Regions from separate parts of the Mus musculus genome. Here regions 1, 3, 4 and 5 are each linked to region 2. The links are chromatin contacts, called in public Hi-C and HiChIP or PLAC-seq maps. All regions are on one chromosome and are shown on one strand. The core of a region is the stretch at or near the end of the contact, and the rest is flanking DNA. Distances in the headings are between cores, read along the strand shown. Region 1 has its middle 31 kb from the start of Cdkn2a. Region 2 has its middle 160 kb from the start of Dmrta1. Region 3 overlaps Mtap (methylthioadenosine phosphorylase). Region 4 has its middle 48 kb from the start of Cdkn2a. Region 5 has its middle 29 kb from the start of Gm26490.

Region 1 (2,700 bases), core at 200-2,699, 270 kb after region 2:
TTTGATGAACCCCCCCCCCCCCGCCCCCATGTTCTTTCTTCAAGAGGATTCTAACATACACATTGAAATTGCATCCTTCGACCTACCTGTCACTCCTTCCTTGGCTGGTTCATCGTCTCCCATCAACCTCCCAATAAGGGGACACTCACAGCAAGTCTTGCTCTCTTCTCTGCACAGCATTCTTTTGTGATGTCCTTCAGTCTTGTGCCACAATATGGCAGAAAACGTTTTCCTTTTATGCACCATACACTAATTTCTGTCTCTATCTCAGACTTGAGAATACATGACTTTCACACCTGGCTACCTACTTATCATTTCCATGTAGATATTAATGAGGCATCTATCTTACTCAGTGTTTTATTGTTGTGAAGGGACACCATAACTGCACAGCATTTGCTTGGGGCTTGTTTATGGTTTCAGAGGTTTTTTCCATTGTCACCGTGGTAGGTACCATGACAGCTCACAGTCAGATATTGTGCTGGAGAAGTAGCTGAAAAGAAACAAGGTAAACATATAAAAACAAATTTTATTTCTATATATGAGCAATTAACACTGATGACAGAAAAATTGAAAATGCATTAAGGTGTGTAGTTACTTAGAAGTCACAAAGTTATAAATCTAGTAAAACATGCATGTGGACTTTTATGATAAATATTAAACAATACTAAGTAAAGTAGACTGAAATAACTGGACAGAGGTGCCATGTTGGTAGATAAAAGACTTATTATACCAAGTATATATATTATACTGTTGCAGTAAATAATTAGAGCGCTCTAAACTCCCAGAGGATGCACGCGCTGCTCCTAGCCACCCACCCCAATGTTCTGGATCCCAGATGGAAACACACACACACACACACACACACACACACACACACACACACACTTTATATTTTACTATGTCTTAGCTCGCTCAATGGCTGGGCTAATCCCTTGGGTTCAGGTGGCTAATACACTCTCCCTTTAATATCTCTGAATTAATACGTACTAAATCTATATTTTATCTTTGTTGCCCATGGACCCTTCTGGGCAGCCCTTCTTGGGGCCGCTTCCCATTTTTTTTGTTTTTGTTTTTGTTTTGTTTTGTTTTGTTTTGTTTGTTTGTTTGTTTTTCGAGACAGGGTTTCTCTGAGTAGCCCTGGCTGTCCTGGAACTGACTTTGTAGACCAGGCTGGCTTCAAACTCAGAAATCCCCCTGCCTCTGCCTCCTAAGTGCTAAGATTAAAGACGTGCACCACCACGCCTGGCTCGACACTTTCCTTTTGCACCTATATATTGGCCATCTCACCCTCATTCTTCCTGGTGTGCTCCATCCGTTGCCCTTCTCATGGCAGACTCCCTCTTCCCTCTCCTGGGTTTCTTGTCTGGGAATCCTAAAAGTCTCCATGCCCGCCATTAGCCACTGGCAACTTTATTTCTCAAACACAGCCAATTGGGGGCAGGCTTCCTTTAGCCTACATGTGGGACACTGGGTTTTGGGTAACATAATTAGCATGAGAACACAAGCTACTACATTCTACTTATTCTACTGAGATATAATAAGAAATATATCTTATTATAGTAAGCTAAAATAGAAATAGATAAAGATTGTTCTTTAATGGTTATATGTAAATTTAAGGTTTCAGACCATCAAAAACAATCTTGAGAGAGTTGGTTTAGAGTTGCTTTTGCTAGAGACCTGGGTGTGCCCAGCACCCACATGGTGGCTCATAAACTCCCTGTAAACTCTAGTTCCAGGAAACCCGATGACTTCTTCTGATCTCTGTGGGCATAATCATGTGTCTTAGTCAGGGTTCCTATTCCTGGACAAAACATCATAACCAAGAAGCAGTTGGTGAGGAAAGGGTTTATTCAGCTTACATTTTCCACTTTGCTGTTAATCACCAAAGGATGTCAGGACTGGAACTCAAGCAGGTCAGGAAGTAGGAGCTGAAGCAGAGGCCGTGGAGAGATGTTCTTTACTGGCTTGCTTCCCCTGGCTTGCTCAACCTGCTCTCTTATAGAACCCAAGACTGCCAGCCCAGAGATGGTCCCACCCACAAGGGGCCTTTCCCCTTGATCACTAAATGAGAAAATGCCTTAGAGTTGGCTCTTGTGGAGGCGTTTCCCCAACTGAAGCTCCTTTCTCTGTGATAACTCCAGCCTGTGTCAAGTTTACACAAAACTAGTCAGTACACCATGGTAAACATACATAGTGAAGGCAAAACACTAATATATATAAAATAAAATAATTAAATCTTTTAAAAGTTGAAAAAATTGGCATGGCTCTGTCTGCCTAATTTTAAGATAAATTATACAATGTTGATACTAAAGAACAGATGGTGGTGGTGGTGGTGGTGGTGTAAGAAAGATTGACAGGAATAGACAATCATGTAAACATCTTCAACTTATGTAAAACAAAAGTGTAAAACTTGAAGGAGGTAAGACAGTTTTTCAGTAAATGGTGCTAGGAAAATTAGCTATCCAGAGACAGAAAAGTGAGCTTGGACTCAAGCCTTATACTTTGTACAACAATTTTGTTTCAATGGATGATGTTTCTAATAATAGTATGAAAAGCTATGTAATTTGTAATGTATGATGCATTGGTGAATTGTCATATGTTGTTTGAGAAACTGGCTATGGAGGCAGGGCTGCTTCCTATGACCCTTATTTTGGATCTAAGCATGCTTGCCTCAAAGCATTCTCCAACACTGCTGATCTG
Region 2 (2,700 bases), core at 94-2,593:
GGAGCCTGCGTGGGTCTAACCTCTGCATATATGATAGTTATGTAACTTAGTGTTCTTGTAGAACTCCTAACAGAGGAAGTTGGGGCTGTTTCTGAAGCTCTTGCCTGCCTTTGAGACCCTTGTCCTTCGACTGGTTCACCTTGTCCACCCTTAATAGGAGGAGAGGTAGGTACCTAGCCTTACTGAAACTTGATATGCCACGGTTAATTGCTATCCCAGAGAGCCCGTCCATTTTCTGAAGGGAAACTGAGTAGTAGTGGTTGGGGAGGGAGGAGAGACTGGGAAGAGAGAAGAGAGGGAAAATACTGTGGTTGGGATATGAAAGAATAAATTGATTTAAAAAAATAAATAAAAGTATTGTTTAAGAAAATTACATTCTAGATTACATAAAGTGAATTTTAAACGAAATGAATTAACCTTAAATTTTATTTATTTTTACACGAATTGCATCACACTAAATTTTCTCTTATTTGAAAGAGCCGGCATAAAGAGTTACCAACTCAAACCAGGGGTTAGAAAACTATAACCTGGGCTGGTGAGATGGCTCAGTGGGTAAGAGCACCTGACTGCTCTTCCAAAGGTCAGAAGTTCAAATCCCAGCAACCACATGGTGGCTCACAACCATCTTTAACGAGATCTGACTGGAGTGTCTGAGGACAGCTACAGTGTACTTACATATAATAAATAAATAAATAAATCTTTTAAAAAATGTTAAAAAAAAAAAAGAAAAAGAAAAGAAAACTACAGCCTATGGTTAAATCTTGGGCTCAGCCTATTTTTGAAAATCGATTTTTACTGGAAGGTGGAAAATATGAAAACCTCTCAAAAATGATAACTTGTATTCTCCATTAGCTGAATTTTCAGCAATGGACAACTATTGTTTATACATTTATTTTAGAGACATTTATTACTAACACCTTGTAGTCCCAGAAAACAATAAGAGCAATGTACAGCGTAGTCAATCATTATAAAGCAGGGGGGAAAAAAGACTCTTTCTATTACCATAGAGTTCTTATGTCTGAGTCTCTCTCAAAATGACTCTCAGCTTATCAGTTTAGTTGACCCAGTTGTGGCCACTCTGCAGCCCTTAGAGCTTTCCTTGTGTGGCACAGTGTGTTCCTTACAAGGAATTAAGCCGAGAGAATTCGGTCTAACGGCAGTAAAAGGCAGAAGTGAGAATTTAGCTGACTCTACCACCACGCCGTTTTATCTTGAAGCTTCTGGGAAACTTTAGTTGCTTTGTGAAGGTGTTGTGGAAAAAGAGACAAGTTGCCTCCGGGGTTGCTAACTTCGCCGATTTTCTTTCCGTTTGAAGAACACAACCAACAAACCGCCACTAGGTGTCCTCAACACCAAACTAATCCTCACTTCGGCACTTTCAGAGGCGAACTCGCAGGGACACGGGACTCAGGAGTTCCCCCCGAGGGACAGATCAAAACCCCGTGCACTCAGCACGGCTCTCTGAGTGAAAAGAAGTTCCCGGCAACAGCATCCGAAACTTCGGATCTCAGCTTTTAGTACGGAAAGGCCGGATGGTGGGGTGGAGACCCTCCTACGCTGAACGGGAACAAGAGAGGCCAATTTGAAGCCGCCCTGCCTCGCAGCAACTTCAAATGCGCAGAGAATATGCATTGGGTTCTAACTGCTTTTGTTTTTTGTTTTTAATTTATTTTTTATTATGCTTTTGTTTTCTTTACGGCGTTTGCAAATAAGAAGCCATTGTTCGGCTAAGCCTGTTCATTCGTTTTTTCACGAGAAGACAGTAATATTACTGAGTCCGCAGTCAGAGTCGCCAACTCCATCCCGATTCTCATCCATCCGGACGCTCCTCTGCTTGTCTTTTCCAGTTCTCCCCTCCCTCGCCCCCCATCTTTCCCTCCTCTATTTCTTCTCAACGGTATCTAAATCTACCACCTTTACACACATAGTGCGCTTTCCTGGTTAAAATATGAATATTTACATATTCAGTGGAAATAGGATTTCTTGACTTTGAAAAGTCAATAAAAGGGGAAAGAAAAGGAAGAGGTGCTAGAGATGGCTCAGTTGTTGCGTGCTTACTGCTCTGCAGAGGATCCGGGTCCTGTTTCCAGCACCCACATGGCAGATCACCACTACCTGTAACTCTACTTCCAGGAGAACAAAGGACCTCATCTGTCCTCCATGGGCTCTTGAACATATGCATACACTCAGGCACGTATACATAAAATAACTAAATATTTAAAAATGAATAGGAGGAGGAAAGGGGTGGGGGTGAGAAAGCAAGCAGGTAACTGCCCAAATCGACCCAAAAGTTATGGACCATAAGGTCACATGGTGGGAACCGGTGGGAACCGGGAGCTGCAGAAGGCATTTCCCTTCATCTTTCCTGCCTCCACTCCGGATTCTTTATCATGTTCCAGGAATTTCTAATCTCACCACAGCCAGATGACTCACAGCGGCTGACTGGCTGTCTAGGCTTCTACCTAACACCTGTAAAGATAAACCCTGGTTAAAACAGCACTCATTGCAGGGTGGCCTTTGCAGATGGCCAGGGGGATTTTCAGAGTTGAGTTCAATTTTTCCCCTCAAAGGCTCACAGACCTTGATCTTAATTTCAGACATATTTGTGTCTGACAGCCAGAGGCTAGCTACACACCAGGAATAACCTCCCATGGACCAGACCTGCTGCTTGGGGAGAGGAACACAGGAGTACAGCAATCC
Region 3 (2,700 bases), core at 13-2,512, 360 kb after region 2:
GTGGACACACTCAAGATGAAAGAAGACCTGTGTGGACACCAGAGCACACCCCTACAAGACCTCAGCCTTCAACGATGACATCACCGGGGAAGCCCAAGGTAGGGCTGTGTCTCTAGGAGGAGGAGGGTGAAATACATAGGCATCATCTATCATATCAGCCCATGTATTTAGTGCGGGACTTTCCTGATGAGTCAGAGCGAGAGCAAACCCAGGCCTCTCCTATTCTTCCTGCAAGAGGACAAGCTGGGAAAAAAAAAAAAAAAACAACCAACCAACCAAAAAGCTTGAGAAGGAACATATCAGAACCCAATACCCGCAGAACTCTTACATTAACAGGTAAGGATACTGAAGGGCAGGCATTGCTTGACCTGGTATTTTGAGTCACAGAAGTTACTCTGTCTCTATGAATTTTGTTTTAAGTTTAAAATAAAGACTCACACCCACAATTTCTACATATATCCTTCCTTCCTGTCCAATCAATGACTTCAGTGATGCAGCAGATATTGATGGCACAGGAAGAAAGGATACATGAAGACATTGCCGGAAGTCCCTGCCCCTGGGACCTCAGCCTCTCGAATGGGATGGCTGTATTACATTTCCTCTACCCAAACAACAGGATCTAAAATAGTATCTGTACTGGTGGGTTTTGTGTGTCAACTTGACCCAAGTTAGATTCATCAGTGCCTCAGTTGAGAAAATGCATCCATGAGGTCCAGCTGCAAAGCAATTTCTCAATTTTTCCCCTCACTAATCGTGGGGAAGGCCCAGTCCACGGTAGGTGGGCTGGTGGTGATCCTGGGTTCTAAAAGAAAGCAGGCTGAGCAAGCCATGAAGAGCAAGGAAGTAAGCAGCGCCCCTCCGTGACCCTGCATCAGCTTCTGCCTCCAAGTTCCAGCCCTGCTTGAATTCTTGTCCCAATCTCCTCCAAAGATGAATTATTATCTAAATGTGTAATCTAAATAAACCTTTTCCTCCACAACCTGCCTTTTGGTCATGGTGTTAAATGGAGGGACCAGGTGTGCCCAGAAATTCAGGAAGAGACAATAGAGTGTGTCAACATTGGGGAGAAGCCAGCAGAGTCCCCCAGGAGAAGGCCCCCTATGCAACACTCTACAACGAACCTTTAAGAAGTAAGTATAAGCTACAAAGCTGATAAGTAACAAGAGAAAGGCTAAGCAATCCAAACAACTATGCTTCTAAACTCGGCCAAGGCTCTTCTTAGAATCTGGCCTGTTTACACAAGGCCCGTGCCAAACCACAGCAGGGAGGAGGCATCTATCTCTCGTCTCTGACTTCATGAGGCACCTCATCATAGATCCTGTGCGGTTGAGAGGCCACTGCATAATCAAAGATATTTGTAAAAAGAACTGTTAGCATTTGGTGAGGAAGTAACTGTAGACCCCTTAGCAAGCAGCTGGGGGTCCATACACTTGCTGCTTTATCTATAAGTGGCAAAGTGACACTGAAGATCAGAAGATGCTGGGATCAAAGCATGTAAAAAATTCACCATCTAAAAGTCCAACTGGAGCCCTGAGAACAGCTAAGCTCTCTTTATCCACATAGCAAAGCCAGAGTCAGGAGGGAAGTTACATCGACTCCTCTGTGTCAGCTGCCCACCCCCACAGGTGGCAGGATGAAAGAGAAATGTCCCTACCCACAGGAATGTACAGTACATAGGACCGTGCTACCAGTTATAAGGAACTGGCAAGGCCTTTTCCTGTAAGCGGCCAGGCGTGACCTGTGAAGATGGTTTGCTACTCTCTTGCCGCAGAACATCCGACAAAATCATGCAAATCTAGAGTTTCAAACCTTCATTCAGTTTAAGAACATCTGAGAAATTGCCCAGGACAGCAAGGGTATGCATAGCCTCATAGCGGCAAAGCCACCAAGAGGCTGAAGGATGTCACTTTAAAGAAGCAATGTGTGCCATTCTGGAAAGAGTGCTAAATTTTTGCTGCACATGCTTTAAAATGCATAAAGTAATGCTGAACTTCCGGTTTCGATGTAGATTGTCTAGTTATTCAACATATCCAGGTGAACAAGGAACTTAAGACACACCGACGAACCTATAGAGCAGAGCTCATGGCTCGATTAACCCATACATGAGCTCCCTAGCCACACTGAGATGATCCTCATTGTGAAGGAACAGATCGTTCCAAAGCCCGAAGAGGAGGTTGTATAGAAGAAAGAGATATCCCAGAAAAAACTGAAGAAACAAAATCTCATGGCATGGGAATAAATTCAACATAAAATAAATGCAGATAAAAAAAAAAAAAAAAAAAAAAAAAAAAAAACCCAAACCAACACCCCCCCCCCCCCCCAAAAAAAAAAAAAAAAAAGGCAAGGTTGATTGAGCTCAGATCTGGAGGACCTCAGAGACCTGAGACCAGTAGGGTACAGCTGCTCCTTGTTCTAGAACAGGTAACCAGGACACCTAACTGAGGACCTTGGGCATAACATCTGGAGTTCTCCATGCTAGTGAGGAATCCAGATAGCCCCGAGTCTTCAGCCAATAATGTTGTCTTCCCTTCCTGGGTACTCCTTTTCCACAAAAGATAGAGAACCCCTGACTCAGCCCAAATAAAGTGTATTCACTTACATCTACCATCAAATAAATCAGCAAGAACAAGCAAGGTCCATCTCAGAGAGCTGCTTCACTAAGGATCATTGTGGGGAAGGCCTACAACTAAAAGACCCCTG
Region 4 (2,700 bases), core at 131-2,630, 290 kb after region 2:
GATAAGGTGGGCTTTTTTTTTTTTTTATAAGGAAGAGCACAACAATTGGTTGTCCAATGCCAAATGGTCAGCCCTGAAAACATACATACAAATAACATTAGATGGACTGAGCTGGTTGTATTTAGGAATGCATACAATAACAATTTATGACAAAAGATGCCATGAGTTAGAAGGAGAGGGGGAAGGGGCATATGGTAGGGTTTGGAGGGAGAAAGGTGAAGAGAAAATATTGTAATTGTATTATACTCTCAAAAATAAAAAAAATACATTGTATGAAATTCTCAAAAAACTAATAAAAACGTTGTTGTTGTTTTTAATTCTTATTGAACATTAGTGTTGTGTGACAGACTTTTCCTGGGGTAATGCAAAACAAACACACACACACACACACACACACACACACACACACACACACACACACACACCTATGCAACCCAGAAAAGGAGCCTATGACAGACCAAAGACATAACAATGGCACCAATGTCCTCAAGAGTCAAGAATCTTCCTAGTTTTTGTTCTTCTGAACATGTGACCTTGTGTTTACCACCTGCTTACCACAGGAGGCTGATGGTCCACCCCTTCCCTCCTGGAGGAGACAGTTCAAGTTGGAGGGAATTCTGTGACTTGAAAGAACATGCCATACGATTAAAGAGTGATTAAGCGATTTCAGGAATTCGATAACTCTCTGAACCAGGGTACTTTCTTCAGACTGTTGCACGGTTACTAAGTAATGTCTGTGCTAATGGTAGACAGTGATTCATATACGATGCCTAGGGCTCCTGGGGCAAGGACAAGGGGGAGGTGTTTTTCAGAAAAATGCACAGAGGAGTCCAGAGTGTCCTGGGAAGAAATGAGTACAGTGTAAAGGACTTGCTTTCCCCGTGTTTTCTAGCTCGGTCCTCTCCAATTACTCTTCTGATCAGTTTTTAAATTTCACATCTCAGGTTACCATCAAAGATATTCTAGATATTGGTGCAAAATTGGACGTGAGATATGTTCATTCTCTCTCTGACTCACATGTTTCAGCAGACTAACAATCACAACATCCAAGGATTATTATTCTGAAGCAAGCCTACACATGCCTTACCCATGATCTCTGGCAGCACTACCCTAAATATAATGGAAAAGGGGTTTTCCAGCACAAGGGCATCTTGGCAGTTTGGAGCTAAGGAATATCATAAAGTCACACTATGCAACAAACCTCACACAGGAGATTTATTGGGCGAGACACTTTAAGGTGGCTGCTTCTGAACTGGAAGAGAGACTACAGTGGGTTAGGTTGAGGGGCAGGCGTTTATAGGGTCTTCGGAGCATGCGCAGTGAGCTAGTTCAGCACATGCGCAGTGAGCTAGTGGAAAAGTACAGTGTGCTGGAAGTAGTACTTGGCCATTAATGCTGAGTCACTGGACCAGGGGTTTCCAAGTCTCAGGTTTTGGGACAGGCCAGGGGTAGGCCAGTTACCCGGCAATAACACCTTCTAAAATAGCGTATGATAGAAATCTAACAAAGCAGGCAACACCCAAGACACAGGCATCTTCCTTAGCGCAGTCATTGTGCTAGAGAGAGAGTAGCAGAATCCTGTCTGAGGACATTTGTGTGTCTCGCTGAGTTAATTTTCATCATAGCTTTCTTTAGAATCATATTTGCAGTTTACCATTTTAATTATTTTTCATATGTACTTTTATCATTTAAACTTTTATGTTTGGGGGGGGCTGAGAAATTGGAGGGTTGATAGGGTCAAAACGCCTTCCGTCTCTTTAGGGTCACCAGGGTTTCTAGCCTTAGCTCAACCAGGAATCAGGCTGCCTTTCACGGTCCTACAAGAAATGGCTTAGCAGTTAAGAGCACTGGCTGCTCTTCCAGGCATCCTAGTTCGATTACCAGCATCCACATGGTTATTATATAGTCTCTAACTCCAGTTGCAGGGTTCCCAATGCCTCCTTCTGGCCTCTGTGGGCACCAGGCATATCTAGTGCATAGTTATACACATAGGCAAAAATACCCATATGCATAAAGTTCAAAACTTTATGTATATAAAGTTTTGTGGGAATTTTAATTTTTTTTCTCATGTAGTGGCTGATTTATTTTAAAGTAAGTAGGATGTGTTCCATTTCTTTTCTTAGAAATAATGCTGTTCTAGATGGTTAATTCAGAAAGAAGGTTTACTACATGTAGTCATGCAAAACAACATTTGGAATATTATTATTGATCAAGTTAAATTGATCCAGGAAATCTGAATATATTAATGTTTTAAATGCACTTACTAAAACAAGTAGATAAGCACATGTTTACTGATATATGATTGTATGAAATACAGTTGGGTCCTAAAGTCCATATTTGTACAAGTAACAGTTTGTTATCTTTTTTTTAAAAAAAAGATTTATTTATTTTATCTATATGAATACACTGTAGCTGTACAGATGGTTGTGAGCCTTCATTTGGTTGTTGGGAATTGAATTTTTATGACTTCTGCTCTATCTGGTCAGCCCTGCTCCCTTCCATCAACTGTGCTCACTCAGGCCCAAAGATTTATTTATTACATAAGTACACTGTAGCTGTCTTCATTTGCACCAGAAGAGGGCATCAGATTTCATCATGGGTGGTTGTGAGCCACCATGTGGTTGCTGGGATTTGAACTCAAGATCTTCGGAAGAGCAGTCAGTGTTCCTACCTGCTCAGCCATCTTGCCAGCCCCAATTT
Region 5 (2,700 bases), core at 120-2,619, 310 kb after region 2:
ATTTCTCCTGGTGGATTCTATAAAATTAAAAATGATAAGGTTTAGCCATGTTTTTTTTTTTAATTTTTAAATTTTACTTTGTATTATAGTTAGAGGATAAAGCCTCAGCTATATTTATTTTAAAACTTGTTGAGCCAAGGTCCCCAATGAAGGAGCCAGAGAAATACCCAGGGAGCTGAAGGGGACTGAAGGAGGAACATCAATATGAATAAACCATTACCCCCAGAGCTCCTTGGAACTATACCACCAATCAAAGAAAACACATGGTGGAACTTGTGGCTATAGCTATATATGTAGCAGAGGATGACCTAGTCGGTCATCAATGGGAAAAGAGGCCCTTGGTCCTGTGAAGGCTCTATGCCCCAGTATAGGGGAATGCCAGGGCCACGAATGGGGTTGGGGAGCAGGGAGAGGGGGAGGGTATAGGAGATTTTTCGGAGGGAAAACTAGGAAAGGGGATAACATTTGAAATGTAAATAAAGAAAATATCTAATAAAAAAACTTGTTGAGCATAATATGCAAAATATAACTTTTGGGATAGCATTTGAAATGTAAATGAAGAAAATATCTACTAAAATTGTTCTTGGAAAAAATAATAATTAAATTAATGAATAAAACAATAAATTAGGCTGCTAAAATAAGAATGAATATTTTCTAATTATTGTATAGAAAACATGACTTAAGTATGACAGAACACACACAGTGCAGTATTGGGGCTAGGGTCTAAGGACAGGCTAGGCAAGTGCTCTGTTACTGAACATTGTCTCCACCCCCCAGATATACCATTTTAACCACGTTCAATTTAGCAGAGCTCTACTGTACACTTGTGGGGTGTTCATCAGAGAAGACTGCTCAGACATGTGTTTCAGTCAATAGAAAGTCTTTATTAGCCCACTGGGGACCATAATGGGTTATTTGGATCCCAGTAGAGCCCTAAGCCATTCTCAGGGTGAGCTTTAAAGCACACACACACACACAACAAAAAACAAATAAACAACAACAACATGTCCTCGGTTTATACTCCTCAGTTAGCAAGGACAATTAGCCAGAAGGAGAATTATAGAACTCAAATAGCAATGTAAGCACATTTAGAGACTTTCCTCAAACTATGGGCTTTCATGGATTAGGTCTTTGTTTTAGTTTTGGCTGGTGATGCTATGTGCTGAGATGTGTGGCCTGAATGGTGCTTCTACCATGGAGTCAGTTGTGCTAAGGTCTATTATCCTGATTGGGTTAAAGGATGACTAGAAAATTAGCAAACCAAAACTTTTGGTGTGTCTGTAATGGCATTTCTATAAAGATTAACAGAGAGGGGAAGACACCCTGATTGTGGCCTGCACATCCTACAACTGTGGATTTCCTCTTCCTCTTCTTGTACAACTGTGGGCTGGGTTTCAAGATTGTATAAGAAGAGAAAGAGGAAAGGCCGTCTGATCAGCAAAACTCAGCTCTTTCTGTTTCCTGATCCACCCAGGTGTGAGTAAGCACCCTCATCAGACCTTCCCTATCTCGATGGAGCATATTCTATGCCATGAGCCAAAATGAATCCTCCCGTAGCTGTTTCTTGCTGATATTTGGTCACATCAATGAGAAACAGAGCAAACACACTATGTTACAGCTCTTTCTCCAGAATGTTTTCATTCTGAGGAATGAAAAACCTATTCTCATTGAATATCAAATCCCATTTGTATCTCCTCAAAGCCTTGGCAACAACCATTCTATTCCTGCGTCTGCAAATCTGGCTATAATAATTCAGCTAGCTCATATAAGTGAAATAACGTAGTCTTTTTTTTTCTTTTCAAATAATGCTACCATATTATGATGTAGATGTATCCATTGGGGCTGGGCTCCCCATGATCTGCTGGTCTCTGCATTGTGCTCAGTGGTGGTTTTCTGTGATAGTCTCCATTTGTTGTAAAGAGACACTTCTTTGAATGATGGATGGGAGCTACAACTTATCTGTAAGTATAAATATAAGATCTACAATGTGGTAAGGAATTATGCTGGTCTAGTAAAGAGGTGGTAATGGACTACCAGGTATGGTTTCCCTCTTGTTAGGTAGTTAACTCCAATTAGACAGCTGTTAGTTGCCACCAATATGTGAATGTCACTTATCACACCTTTATTGCCATGCATGTAATTGTCCTGACAAGTGTTGGGGCTGGATAGGGCTGTTTAATTGTTTCCCCTTCCTTGACAACTTGCAAAGTATTTTCTGGAACCATGGAAGCTAGACTGTAGGAAAGAAGCTTTCAATAAAATCTAGATCAATTTGAGTCCTGTGTCTTAAGTGTGTGGCATATTCAACAATAGGGCACAATAGGGGCCCAAACTCAACCCTTGAGAGGCATCAGAACTACATCTATAATGTTTTACAAATCACTTAGACTACCCTGACCAGCAATTTGAAAGGAAGTTTCTTATGCCTGGAACTGGGACTTTTGTTGACCTATGATTCTTTTGAGGAGCACTGTAACCCCAAGTGGAGTTAACTTCCTTTAAGATATATATTTATCATGTAACACATATCATTCTTTGGCATAAACCCATGCTACTCCACAGATACTTGCTTAGCTGTGTTCATTATTGCCCTATTCACAATATCCAGGAAATAGAAACAATCTAAATATCTGTCAACAAGGATGAATGGATGTTAAAAAAATGTATACATACTATGAAATACTAATCGGCTTTAAATAA

What was found. HiChIP or PLAC-seq counts read pairs in DNA pulled down with a chosen protein or histone mark. A called contact is a pair of places that touch in the nucleus more often than the background predicts.
Region 1: a Hi-C map of the Ba/F3 cell line shows a contact between it and region 2, with 4 times the contacts expected there. The contact joins two enhancer-like sites. A contact is called at or near these places in 1 of 15 datasets of contacts at CTCF or cohesin (the NIH/3T3 cell line), 3 of 484 Hi-C or Micro-C datasets (the Ba/F3 cell line, bone marrow-derived macrophages and nephron progenitors) and 5 of 115 datasets of contacts at active chromatin or transcription factors (CD8 T cells, bone marrow-derived macrophages, embryonic stem cells and 2 more).
Region 3: a contact with region 2 is called in an H3K27ac HiChIP or PLAC-seq map of embryonic fibroblasts, with 18 read pairs. The contact joins two enhancer-like sites. A contact is called at or near these places in 4 of 39 promoter capture datasets (3T3-L1-derived adipocytes, cranial neural crest, embryonic stem cells and 1 more), 3 of 15 datasets of contacts at CTCF or cohesin (CD8 T cells, the NIH/3T3 cell line and pro-B cells), 33 of 484 Hi-C or Micro-C datasets (B cells, the C2C12 cell line, the F1.1 cell line and 18 more), 22 of 115 datasets of contacts at active chromatin or transcription factors (CD8 T cells, acute myeloid leukemia, bone marrow-derived macrophages and 13 more) and 2 of 9 other capture datasets (adipose tissue and bone marrow-derived macrophages).
Region 4: a contact with region 2 is called in an H3K27ac HiChIP or PLAC-seq map of the NIH/3T3 cell line, with 10 times the contacts expected there. The contact joins two enhancer-like sites. A contact is called at or near these places in 1 of 15 datasets of contacts at CTCF or cohesin (the NIH/3T3 cell line), 1 of 484 Hi-C or Micro-C datasets (the Ba/F3 cell line) and 3 of 115 datasets of contacts at active chromatin or transcription factors (the NIH/3T3 cell line, bone marrow-derived macrophages and stem cell-derived neural progenitor cells).
Region 5: a CTCF HiChIP or PLAC-seq map of CD8 T cells shows a contact between it and region 2, with 5 read pairs. The contact joins two enhancer-like sites. A contact is called at or near these places in 1 of 15 datasets of contacts at CTCF or cohesin (CD8 T cells), 1 of 484 Hi-C or Micro-C datasets (nephron progenitors) and 2 of 115 datasets of contacts at active chromatin or transcription factors (CD8 T cells and effector CD8 T cells).

What each region holds. Positions count from the first base shown.
Region 1 is chr4:89,249,675-89,252,374 of GRCm38.p6, reverse strand. No RefSeq gene overlaps it. Among named protein-coding and RNA genes, the nearest start is that of Cdkn2a, 31 kb to the left of the region's middle. Within about 2 kb of position 1,449, at least 2 of the 459 cell types and tissues checked have an H3K27ac peak or open chromatin away from gene starts, as enhancers often do. A contact at or near this core is called in the Ba/F3 cell line, where this site is marked.
Region 2 is chr4:89,523,529-89,526,228 of GRCm38.p6, reverse strand. No RefSeq gene overlaps it. Among named protein-coding and RNA genes, the nearest start is that of Dmrta1, 160 kb to the left of the region's middle. Within about 2 kb of position 1,343, at least 93 of the 459 cell types and tissues checked have an H3K27ac peak or open chromatin away from gene starts, as enhancers often do. A contact at or near this core is called in the Ba/F3 cell line, the C2C12 cell line, CD8 T cells and 5 more, where this site is marked.
Region 3 is chr4:89,161,238-89,163,937 of GRCm38.p6, reverse strand. All of the region lies in intron 4 of Mtap (methylthioadenosine phosphorylase), which reads right to left. It also overlaps the pseudogene Gm12607. Among named protein-coding and RNA genes, the nearest start is that of Gm26490, 21 kb to the left of the region's middle. Within about 2 kb of position 1,262, at least 66 of the 459 cell types and tissues checked have an H3K27ac peak or open chromatin away from gene starts, as enhancers often do. A contact at or near this core is called in the C2C12 cell line, the MC38 cell line, the NIH/3T3 cell line and 3 more, where this site is marked.
Region 4 is chr4:89,233,316-89,236,015 of GRCm38.p6, reverse strand. No RefSeq gene overlaps it. Among named protein-coding and RNA genes, the nearest start is that of Cdkn2a, 48 kb to the left of the region's middle. Within about 2 kb of position 1,380, at least 11 of the 459 cell types and tissues checked have an H3K27ac peak or open chromatin away from gene starts, as enhancers often do. A contact at or near this core is called in the NIH/3T3 cell line, where this site is marked.
Region 5 is chr4:89,211,115-89,213,814 of GRCm38.p6, reverse strand. No RefSeq gene overlaps it. Among named protein-coding and RNA genes, the nearest start is that of Gm26490, 29 kb to the right of the region's middle. Within about 2 kb of position 1,369, at least 26 of the 459 cell types and tissues checked have an H3K27ac peak or open chromatin away from gene starts, as enhancers often do. A contact at or near this core is called in CD8 T cells, where this site is marked.